Regions from separate parts of the Gossypium hirsutum genome. Here all the other regions are linked to region 2. A link is a contact called in public Hi-C data. All regions are on one chromosome and are shown on one strand. Each heading gives the region's core, a stretch centred on a gene start, on an enhancer-like site or on the middle of the called end of the contact. The rest is flanking DNA. Distances are from core to core; before and after follow the strand shown.

Evidence for each region. A called contact is a pair of places that touch in the nucleus more often than the background predicts.
Region 1: a contact with region 2 is called in a Hi-C map of hypocotyl, with 4 times the contacts expected there. The contact joins the promoter of LOC107918144 here to the promoter of LOC107960317 in region 2. A contact is called at or near these places in 7 of 34 Hi-C or Micro-C datasets (anther, fibers, hypocotyl and 2 more).
Region 3: a Hi-C map of leaf shows a contact between it and region 2, with 3 times the contacts expected there. The contact joins the promoter of LOC107918161 here to the promoter of LOC107960317 in region 2. A contact is called at or near these places in 8 of 34 Hi-C or Micro-C datasets (anther, hypocotyl, leaf and 1 more).

What each region holds. Positions count from the first base shown.
Region 1 is chrA01:42,860,898-42,864,343 of Gossypium_hirsutum_v2.1, forward strand. It overlaps LOC107918144 (40S ribosomal protein S15a-1), which reads right to left and starts at 1,627. Exons shown (of 4, transcript XM_016847675.2): 1 at 1,345-1,627; 2 at 420-573. The coding sequence starts at 552. LOC107918143 reads right to left here. Exons shown (of 5, transcript XM_016847674.2): 5 at 2,982-3,446. The coding sequence ends at 3,278.
Region 2 is chrA01:43,607,077-43,610,466 of Gossypium_hirsutum_v2.1, forward strand. It overlaps LOC107960317 (phosphatidylinositol-3-phosphatase myotubularin-1), which reads left to right and starts at 1,339. Exons shown (of 19, transcript XM_016896636.2): 1 at 1,339-1,722; 2 at 1,810-1,878; 3 at 2,131-2,205; 4 at 3,029-3,100. The coding sequence starts at 1,612.
Region 3 is chrA01:42,955,226-42,958,676 of Gossypium_hirsutum_v2.1, forward strand. It overlaps LOC107918161 (transcriptional activator DEMETER), which reads right to left and starts at 2,038. Exons shown (of 21, transcript XM_016847693.2): 1 at 1,879-2,038; 2 at 675-1,447; 3 at 1-342. The coding sequence starts at 1,218. LOC107918162 (a long non-coding RNA gene) reads left to right here. Exons shown (of 5, transcript XR_001689954.2): 1 at 1-102; 2 at 199-297; 3 at 661-874.

The DNA.
Region 1 (3,446 bases), core at 377-2,876, 750 kb before region 2:
TGACACAAATCCAACATGAGCACAGAGATATGAAGCTACAAGTGCTTGTAAAAGCTTAGATAAAGTTTAACTTATCCATATATGATACGAACCCAACCCTAACATGCATGCCCAACCTAGGTTTAAAATAGAACAAAGAAAAAAGGTAGACTATATAACCTGCAATGCCAGTGAAACCTAAACGTACCTGCATCTTCATATTACAATAAATCAAATCATAACCTATGTTGCTCACCCAACACATACACAACATGAATACGTAAATATAACAATCTAAATGCTATTTAAATTTTATAAAAGAAAAAATTGAACTTATCAACATCCAACACATGCCCGCATCTACACTCACACCTATACCCGTGTACTGTAAATTACAACTTGAATGAAGGATAAAAGGTAGAGATCATATAGAAACTTACCATGTTTCTGCATGACCAAAAGGAACTTAATGATCACCTTCGAGGACGGTCGGATCATGACCTGTCGTTTGCCCCTCTTCTCTGCATTGTACATGCTCTTGAGTGCATCATTCAAAACGCTCACCCTCACCATTCTTCCAAATACAAGCTGCTGCTGCAGATTTTTACATGAAATATGTAACAATGAAGCATTCATCTATATAATATTCAATTTTACATCCTTTTTATGATGAAATTAAGATCCAACAATCTACACGCATAAATCAAATTCGAAATGTAGAAAGTGAAGAATTCAGTTTCAACCAAAACCCTGGTTTTCTTTTTCTATTAAAAATGAGCAACCATCTATATCATATTCAAATCAAAATTTTTTTTTCTGATGAAAATATAGTCCAACAATCTACATAGGCTATTCGAAACATGGAAAGTGAAGAATTCAGTTACAACCAACACCCATATTCACTTTTTCTAGTAACAAGTATGCATCACTCTAGATAGTACTCAAATCCAAATCTTTTTTATGATGAAACTAAAGTCCAACAGTCTTTACAGACGATTCAAATCCGAAACGTAGAAACTAAAGAATTAGGTTTCAACAATCTACAAAGGTGATTCAAATTCGAAACGTAGAAAATGACGACTTCGGTTTCAAACAAAACCCAGATTTTCTATTGCTAGCTAGCATATAGGCACGCAGAAGGGTGGGAAATGTTAAAAGCACTCATTTAAGAAAACCAAACACTAAGAGTTCTTTCTTAACTTTCCTATAAGCCTAAAGAAAACCATTTCAGTTTTGCTTTTGAAAATGGAATATAAGATCAGTAACAAAAATTTAACAATATAAAAAGCATGTGCATAAAGATCTACGAACGGTGAATAGAAAAAACAAAACGACAAAGAAAAAAGAGAGGAGCGTCTAGCATACCTGAAAACCACAAAAAAGAAATAGCAGCTGCGTCAAAGTTGCTTGAGGAGAGTGAAGAGGGACAAATAATTAGGGTTTTTGCCTTTTAAAGGGGCGGGTGCAACATAGTAAGACTTTTAGGGCTTAGGGTTTTATGCGGGCCTTCTGGAATCATCAGAACAAATTATACGAAAGCCTCACCCAGTTAAGCTGTTTGGGCCTAAAATAAAGCATCGATTCAACTCTTATCAGATTTAAACAAAGTAAAATGTCAATCACGCCTTCGGCTTTGTGGGTTATGTTTAAAGTTATTATAATTTGAGTCGTCTTTTTTATAAAAAAAAAATTGATACAAATTACAAATGAAAAAATAAGACGATAATCATAGAATTTAAACCCTATTTTTTGAAATCTTAATAAGAGATTTAATCATTGCGGTTTATAACGTTTGGGTTTTTTTTCTAGATTTAGTATATAATATTTTTCTCTTATTTTTAAAGATAAATTCATTCAATGAATGAAATCATATAATTTAAAAAAATAAATAACAAATATTCATCGTAGATGATGAATGACAAGTTCCATTAACACAACAAAGGTTTTAGCCACAGCATCAATAAAATATTATGACATGTTGATAAATGACTTTATCACAACTCAAGCACAACGTATCTTAAATGATTACAAGCACTTAATACGATATGGAAATCAACTCTAGATAGTCCAAAGCAACGAGCAAAATTCAACAAAATAATCAAGCATTCACCAAACTAGAGAGGACGACAACAAAATCATTCCTAAAATCATTTGTGAAATTAAGATTACATGTATAAACAAGACGAAAAAATGTATTACAGGAGCAGACAAAAACTTCAAAAACTGAAGACTTATTAAACAAGGGAAAAACAAACAAAAAAACATATAAAACTTAAAACAACACAGGTCCAAATCGACACGTGAAATTATTTATTAGTCTAAAATATTCTCAAAAAAGAAAAAAAAATGATAAGTTGACGAAAAACCACCCACTTTTCAAGAAAAACTATTGGTGGCCGGTGGAGTTTTAACGAACGACAAGCACTGTCATCTAATCATCACAACTTATAAAAGACAACAAAAATACTCACAAAATAGATCTGCAAATTAAAAAGAGAGAAAACATAAACAGTGAATGAGAAGAAAAAAGAAACAAATGGCTTAGAGAAAAAAAATTAGGAATTTTTAGTTATTACCAATTAACTTTTTAAAACTATATCCCTTGAAGGTGTACTTGCAAAATTTTAGTATGTCATGATTGAATTAGTGATAAATGGATGCTCACTTGTAAAATTCAATTCACCCGAGTTGAAGCTTCCGAAAAAAGTGATAACCTTTATTTGGACAGTGTGGGTCTATGGACGTGAATACCTTCTAATTATAAGAATCCATATCTAACTCAATATTAAATAAGTGAAATTAATACTAACTGAAAATATGAACTTTTCAATGAAAAAGAAGGCTTCAAATTCCAAGTTTCATCAAGGGACTGACTTGCAACATTCATAAAATGAACTCATCATTTACTAAGGGGCTATATGGTTTGTAAATTTACTTCAAAAAGAAAGAGAGTCAATAACTACAAAACACCATACAAATGCATCAAAGATACACCATTTAACTTACTCCTAACCATGTAAATCCCATTTTTACATTTACCCAACATCTCATTTCATTCTCCTGATCCATACATATATATATTTGTTGTTTTCAGATTTTTCTACCAAATACATGGAAAAGTTATTTTTTATATTAAGTTACAACTTACAACCATACACAATGTACATTCGAATTAAACTATTAAAGCTATACAACAAAACATTACCAGTTCTCTTTTTCCAGTCATCCTCCATGAGCTTCAGTTAAAAAAAGAAACCGAATTTCGGAAAACATGGCAATTAGACCAAGTATCGAAGCATCATGGATCAAACAATTGAGCAACTGAAACATCTGAAGACTTGATAAATCCAGCGGCTTCAGCAATTCTAAGTGCCATCACAGCTTTGTATGTAGCCATATCAGCATTTTGCATTAGTAATTGCGCCTGTTGGCGTTTGAGCATAGCCAATTCAACAGATCTGGCTGCT
Region 2 (3,390 bases), core at 89-2,588:
CTGCTCATCTATTTTAAATTTAACATCAAAATCAAATAAACCACCCATTTAAGATTTCTTTTAAGGCTGTGGTTTAAACTATTTTATTTTAAAAAATTATAAATCATCAAATATAAATAATTTAATACATTTATTTTTTTAAATGAATTTTTACTCCTTTCTCAATTAAATGTAATGGTGTCTCAGTGTTAACTCAATTAAAAATTTTATATTAATTTATATTATTAGTCTTTGTATGACAAGTAAGTTATAGATTTAGATTATATACTTCAATTCTTGTCGTATTACTAACATCATGCTATGTTGGCTTTTCTGTTTTCACATATTAAGAGATTTAATACTTGTCACTTGTCATTTACATAAATACTAAATTTTAAAATTTGAAAAGTATTAGTCACTATATTATGCGTAAGTTGTGAATTTAGTCTATGTACTTTACTTTGTTTATTTTTCATTCTTATACTTTAAAAAAATTAAAATTTTAGTTCTAACTAAATAGTAGTTATTAAATTAATCAAGTTATGCTATTTCCAAATTTTGATACTGCAGATATATTGCCACTTGTGTAATACCATATTAATTTACTATTTACACATATTATTTACTCAAAAACTAGTTAATAGATTTAACAACTACTATTTTGCAATAAGATTATAATTTCAAATTTTGAAAAATAGAATTAAGAGTAATCTAGTTAGAAAGCATTGACTAAATCTATAACTTTACACATAATATGAGACAAATAACATAATTAATCAAACAAATTTAACTATAATCCTTTAATAAAACTAAAATTCCAAAATTTAAAAAGTGCAAAATTAAAATTAACTAATTTGAATAATACAAATAATAAAACTGATCAAAACTTTACTAATTGTAAATGAATTAATATCATCCAAACTTTATAAATAAATAGTTTAGTCAATCGTTTGTTCCTTTAAGATTTAATGTGGTTTAAATGGGCAAGGCGGTACAGTACAATATATTTAATTTATTTTTATCTTATATTACAATATTTAATCTTATCATTACCGTTATTTTTACACTATCCGCAGATTAACTTACAAATCCAAACTCATAATTAGAAAAGTAAAATAATAAATTTATAAATTATGCATGTTAACATTTATAGGTATGGATCATGTAATTAATTTTTAGAAAAAGAAAACTATTTAATTAAGAAAACCAATATATAAGTTGATATGAATGTCATAATTTTCAAAATTCGGTTAAACTGATAGATTAGATTAAAATTTTATTTGAATTAAAGGTTGAATTATTTTTTAATATTTTATTTTAATAAATTATTGAATTGAATGGAATGATCGGTTCTGTCACCCGCAAAAACAAGGTTAGATGTAAAATTGAGTCCTACATAAATGGTTTGTTGGATCGAAATTGAATGATGAAATCATCAAACTAACCCATCACGCATTTGTTGTTTATGTGGCGATGCCGAAAAGCCGAAAACTTAACCCTCCCTTTGCCGCACGTCTCTTTCCTCTACTTTCTCTCCCCAATATCATTCCTTTCAATCACTTCTTTACTTTTTAATTTTCATTTTTCCCCCTTAAAAAAAGCGCTGAAAATTGAACTCAATAATCACCGGCTATGGCTGCATCGAGGCCGTCCCGATCGGTCTCCGCCAGAGACATTTCTATCGGTTGCGAAAGGTTGGACGGTGCTGGTAGTTGGGACACCCTTGAATGGACCAAAATTGAGGTTTTCTTTTTCTTTTTGGAAAATTCATGTTTCCAATTGTAGGGTTTTCTTTTTAAGGCTTGATTAGTTGATCGATTTCAATTGCAGCCAGTTACGAGGTCGGTTTCACATGCCAATTTCGAGTTTTTGCTTGAAGCTGAGCGAGTTCTAGATGAGGTAATTAAGGATCATTTGTTTTGTTTTAAATTCCTTGAATTAAGTGGGCGCGCAATTTGAATTATTGGTGCAGGCATTTTGTAACAAATAATTTAGATCACAAATTATTATTTCAACTGAAACGAGAAATTCAGTGATTTTTAATTTATTTTTTTTAAAATAAATAATTTTATTGTTATAAAAAGGATAGCGTAAGTAATGCCATTTTTATAGCATAAGTAATGCCATTTTTAATTTACTTCTTTTTTCCAGGGCCATGGTGTTGTTCTTGTTAATACCGATGAGGCTGGAACCTTGTTTGTTACCAACTTTCGTCTTCTCTTTCTCGTGAGTCATTTACCTTATGAAATTTAGTATTTGGTAAATTGTTGCCATCTAGCATTTTGGCAACATATGACAGCATCATGTTAGCATATTGGGTGAGTGAAAGGATACTGGGTTGCAGAATGGATATATATTTGTATATTTTGAACTTGAAATAGATTACATTTACATGTAAGATTATAGAAAATTAGCTCTAATTCTAAGCACCTAACAACTTACACAGTTACTTGATATCTAATAATGTAGTTCAATCTCTGGTTTTTTTTTTTTAAGTAAATAGGTTGAATGCTCCAATTTAATCCATGTCTAATTATCATGCTTTAACTTTTGTTTTAGGTTGATCTCACCCAATTACTCTTAATTCGGAAATTATAGGTTTTTGCTTACTGTATGATTTGATATTGGTATCGGTACAGAAATCGTTGATCTCACAATCTAATATGCTTAATTATTTCTTTATGAGATGTCTTGTTTTGTTATGAAATTATTCTGCATGATGGTTGTTTATGTAGAGAAGATGAAAACATCTTAATAGAGATGACATAAGAGTTTGAAGAGACAAAAGGCATTCACAAAGAAAAGAACGAGCAATTTGTATTAGAAGAGACAATTATTATAATGGCTCGAATGAGTTAATAATGATGATAGAAAATGGACAGGCAATAGCATGTCCGCAGGGCTTCATTATTTCTGTTGCATTTTGCAAAACTTCTATGACATCACTATTCATGAATCTCTGTTATATGTATGCTTTAGTAGTACATGTATTTATTCATTCTTGTTACAACTTCAATGTAATTGATCAATTTTCTCCTTTTCTCCAAAGAGTGACGGGACCAGAAATATTGTTCCACTAGGTACCATTCCACTGGCAACAATTGAGAAATTCAACAAAATGGTAAGTTATTGTTTGTTGTTAAGCCTTGAGATAGGAGCTTTGCCTCAGGTGGAGATTCAATTTGAATATATGGTGCAACAACCTCAATGTGGACCCTGCCAGTATAAATGAAGTTCGTTGGAATGAGTCTTAAGTGAGACTTTGGATCAGTACTGGGGTGGGGTGAGGGAGAGGAACTTTTTATTTGATCTTTATTCATTTCTGAGATAGTTGAGCAGTAAGTTCAATAGAGTGTTTTTAGAATTTCTCAAAGTTTTATAGGCTGGAAGAAGTCATCCTTGAGTACTCTT
Region 3 (3,451 bases), core at 788-3,287, 650 kb before region 2:
GGGGAGTCTTATTCAGATCTATACCTTGGACACTTCCCCTTTCAGAGTCCTTTTCCTCCATTGGTGCTGAAATGATCACAGATGATGAATTGACAATATTCTGTAAGAGATCACAGTTCTGTTGAGAAAATTCCTTTTTATTGCATACAATTATACTTTCCTGCTCCTTTTCAGAAACTGAGTTTTCGTCTGCTGCAGGATTCTGCTTCCTTGTCTTCTGTGTTTGATCTGGTGTTGCTAGCAAGGATTGAAATGAGGTGTTGAAATGAGAGGGTGCACCGACTTCTGTCCTCGCTGGTGAGTTTAAATTGCAGATTGGCATAGAAGGTATCGGAAATCCATCTGTAAAAGTAACATTCAATAAACAGATTTACTAATGACGAGAATCAAGCACATTTGGTTGAACCAATGTTGTCGTGACGCGTTTTCCATGGCATTGTAACGGACTTGCACAATTTCATATAAAGTTTATTGAATTCTGTTAGCTTAATAAAGAGAATCTGCAATAATGAAAAATTACAAAGTTCTGCAGGATAAGCGCAAACCGTCTGTTACATATGAACTCTGAACTACTATAGTAAAAGAAACAGTAAAATCAATTGCCATATACTTGTGTTTGGAAGTAAAATGAAAATTTGCACAATTTTCTGTTTTAAACAGGTTTAACCACTTACATTGCGGCATCTGGAGGAAGCCGTCGGTATTTCTCATGAAGTGCGAACTTGAGGATTGGTGTGAGCTGGAACGTCTCCAGTTTTCGTCTTGAGGATGCAAATTCGGAATTGGCAGTGTATTACCGCTGCCTAAGCTGGCGATTCTGTTTGCAGAGGCAAAACCATCTGCGGCATTTCTGGTTGCCAGAAGATTTGCCCAGGTATGATCATTCCAACTCGAGCTTTCATTTTGAAGAACAAGTCTATAAGAACCTGCAATGTTATTGATCATCCTGTTATTCTTTGCTAAATTTATGCTGCCAAAATATTGATCCTGGTTGAAACTGTGAGCAACTCCATTGTTATTTAGGATATCTTGAACATATCCCGTAGGAAATTCAGCAAGTTCCTGCCAATTTTCATTTCCAAACTGGTTCCCTTGCCCGTTCACCTGGATCGGATTCGATCCTGTTGGGATAGGCTTTTGTGGGGTTACCGGTATCCAAGAATCCGTAAACTCGAATTCTTTTCCCTGTGGAATTGAAAAATCTTCACCAAAATTCATCTTGGATTGTAACGCAAAAATCCTTGAACCAGCTCTTTCTTCCACTTTTTATTCTTGGAAAAAAATACTTTAAATTCTAAAGAAGGTCCAATTCCTGAAAAATTTCCAGGAAAATCACCAAAATTCCAATATTCTCAAGAAAAAATTCCCACCCCATTGCTTTATCCTTTCCTCCCAAATCACCCAATCTCCACCTAACATCCTCAACATAAAAAAAACCCAGAAACACCTGAAAATAATTTATAAAAGAAATGTCTCAGGTAGAAAACTAGCATAACAAATCAGCATCTAAGATATAAATAAATGATTTAGAAAGCCATTTCCAAATAAATTCCCAACAACTAATAAAAAGTTAACATACCATTTCTGTCCTGGAAAAATATGGAAAGCATGAACGAAATGGGAAACTAGATAAAAGCAAAAAAGTCATGTAATTCAATTTCTGTGAACAAAAATAAATTGTATTACTCACATAATTAAATCAGGATTTGTTAACTAAAAGAATTAGCTAATATCTTCGAAGATTCTTGTTGATGATATTAAAGAAATAACAGCTGAATTGAGTTTATGCCAATGTACATGAACCAAGCTAAAACCATAAATCAATGTCCAAAATTTTATATAAAAAAAAATACATATTAATGCTTAGCGTAATCTCACCGTTATGTTGTTCTGGGTCAGCTTTGGTTTCAGAGCATAGTCAATGCCGGAAAAAAACCAGTCAGTTTCTATGGTAAAACCAGGAGAAAAAAATAAGAGAGAGAAAAAAATGAAAAACTTTAATTCATCAAATTTAAAACTACCACTTTGGGCACTCCACTTAGTGTTTTACAAAACTGGGCACCCCTAAATTATTTATTAGTGTATTAATGCTTACTTTATTTCCGTGAATCCGGTTTAGTTAAATAAATTATTTAAAGTTCATAAAATAAAGAAAATTTAGTTCGCTTTTTTTTACGATTCAATTGGTTCTAAGTGGTTCATAGGAGAACCAATTTAACTTCGATTCAATTGATATGATGTTGGATTTAAACAACCTCATGTTTTCATGTGTTTCTTTTTTTTTTTATGATTTTAATATATTTTGCAAGCATGTATTCTTGCTTTTCTTACTTTTTTAAAAAATATTGGCAATGAAGCAAGGAATATTAGTTGTTCTTTTAACTTTTTTTTTCTTGAAAATTAAGTGGTGAATTTTTAATTTTGCATTTTCAAAAAAATAATAATTATTGATGAAGTAAATGATTTCTAAAATTTTGTGGTGATTTTTTATTTTATTTTATTTTATTTTATTTTTTACTTTAATGAAATTCTAAACCTTTTCTTTCCTTGATCCAAGGCAACTCTGGTCCCTGTTGAGTTTTTTTTCTTTTTTGTGTTACCATAAGGAAAAAGAGAAAAATATGTTTTATTTGAATGTAGTTAGAATGAGACAAATACCATTGGAAATGATGGATCTGTCTTCATGTTTTTGTAATAAAATTGTTTTGAATGTTAAAATTGGGAAATTATTTAACCCATTTTAATGGAGGTAAAAGAAGTTACTGTTATAAATAAATAAAAACACATGTTACTTGTGGAAATAATAATAATCTATGTAAATTGGACAGGTTTAAAACAGTAGTTTTTATGGTCCCGTACAATTTTCATTCAAATATGTATATATATATATTTTTTTGTGTGTGTGTTAAAAATAAAGAAATTGGTTATAAACGTTTAAATTAGAATTATAGATTTTAGAAGCAAATCTATATGAAAACGGCAGGTGGTGAAATTTCATGGATTTTAGGCCTGACTTAATAAATTTATATTTCTTGATAGTTATAATAATAATATTCTATTTTAAAAAAATTGTTGTTTTATTTACTTTATATGTCACTTGCCAAAAAGACAACAGTTTTAAGAGGAACACGTGGTGGTTTTGGTCCACATGACCTAAACACGTGATTTAGCTTTGAACTGAACCGGCCGGTCTTTTTTTTACTTACTGGAGTCTGGACTGCCACAACCAAAAAGAGAAGGGGTGCCCACATTAAAATAAAAACCGTAATAATAATAAAAGTTATTTTAAATGCTTGCCTGCATGATGTTACGTACTATATTCTCTCATTTCATGTTGCCGTAATGTAAAATAATCTCTTTATAGGTTTTGTTTATATTTATTTTTTTATACGATATTTAAAATTTTGTATAGTCTTTTTTTTAATTAATAAATAAAAAGATAATATTAAAT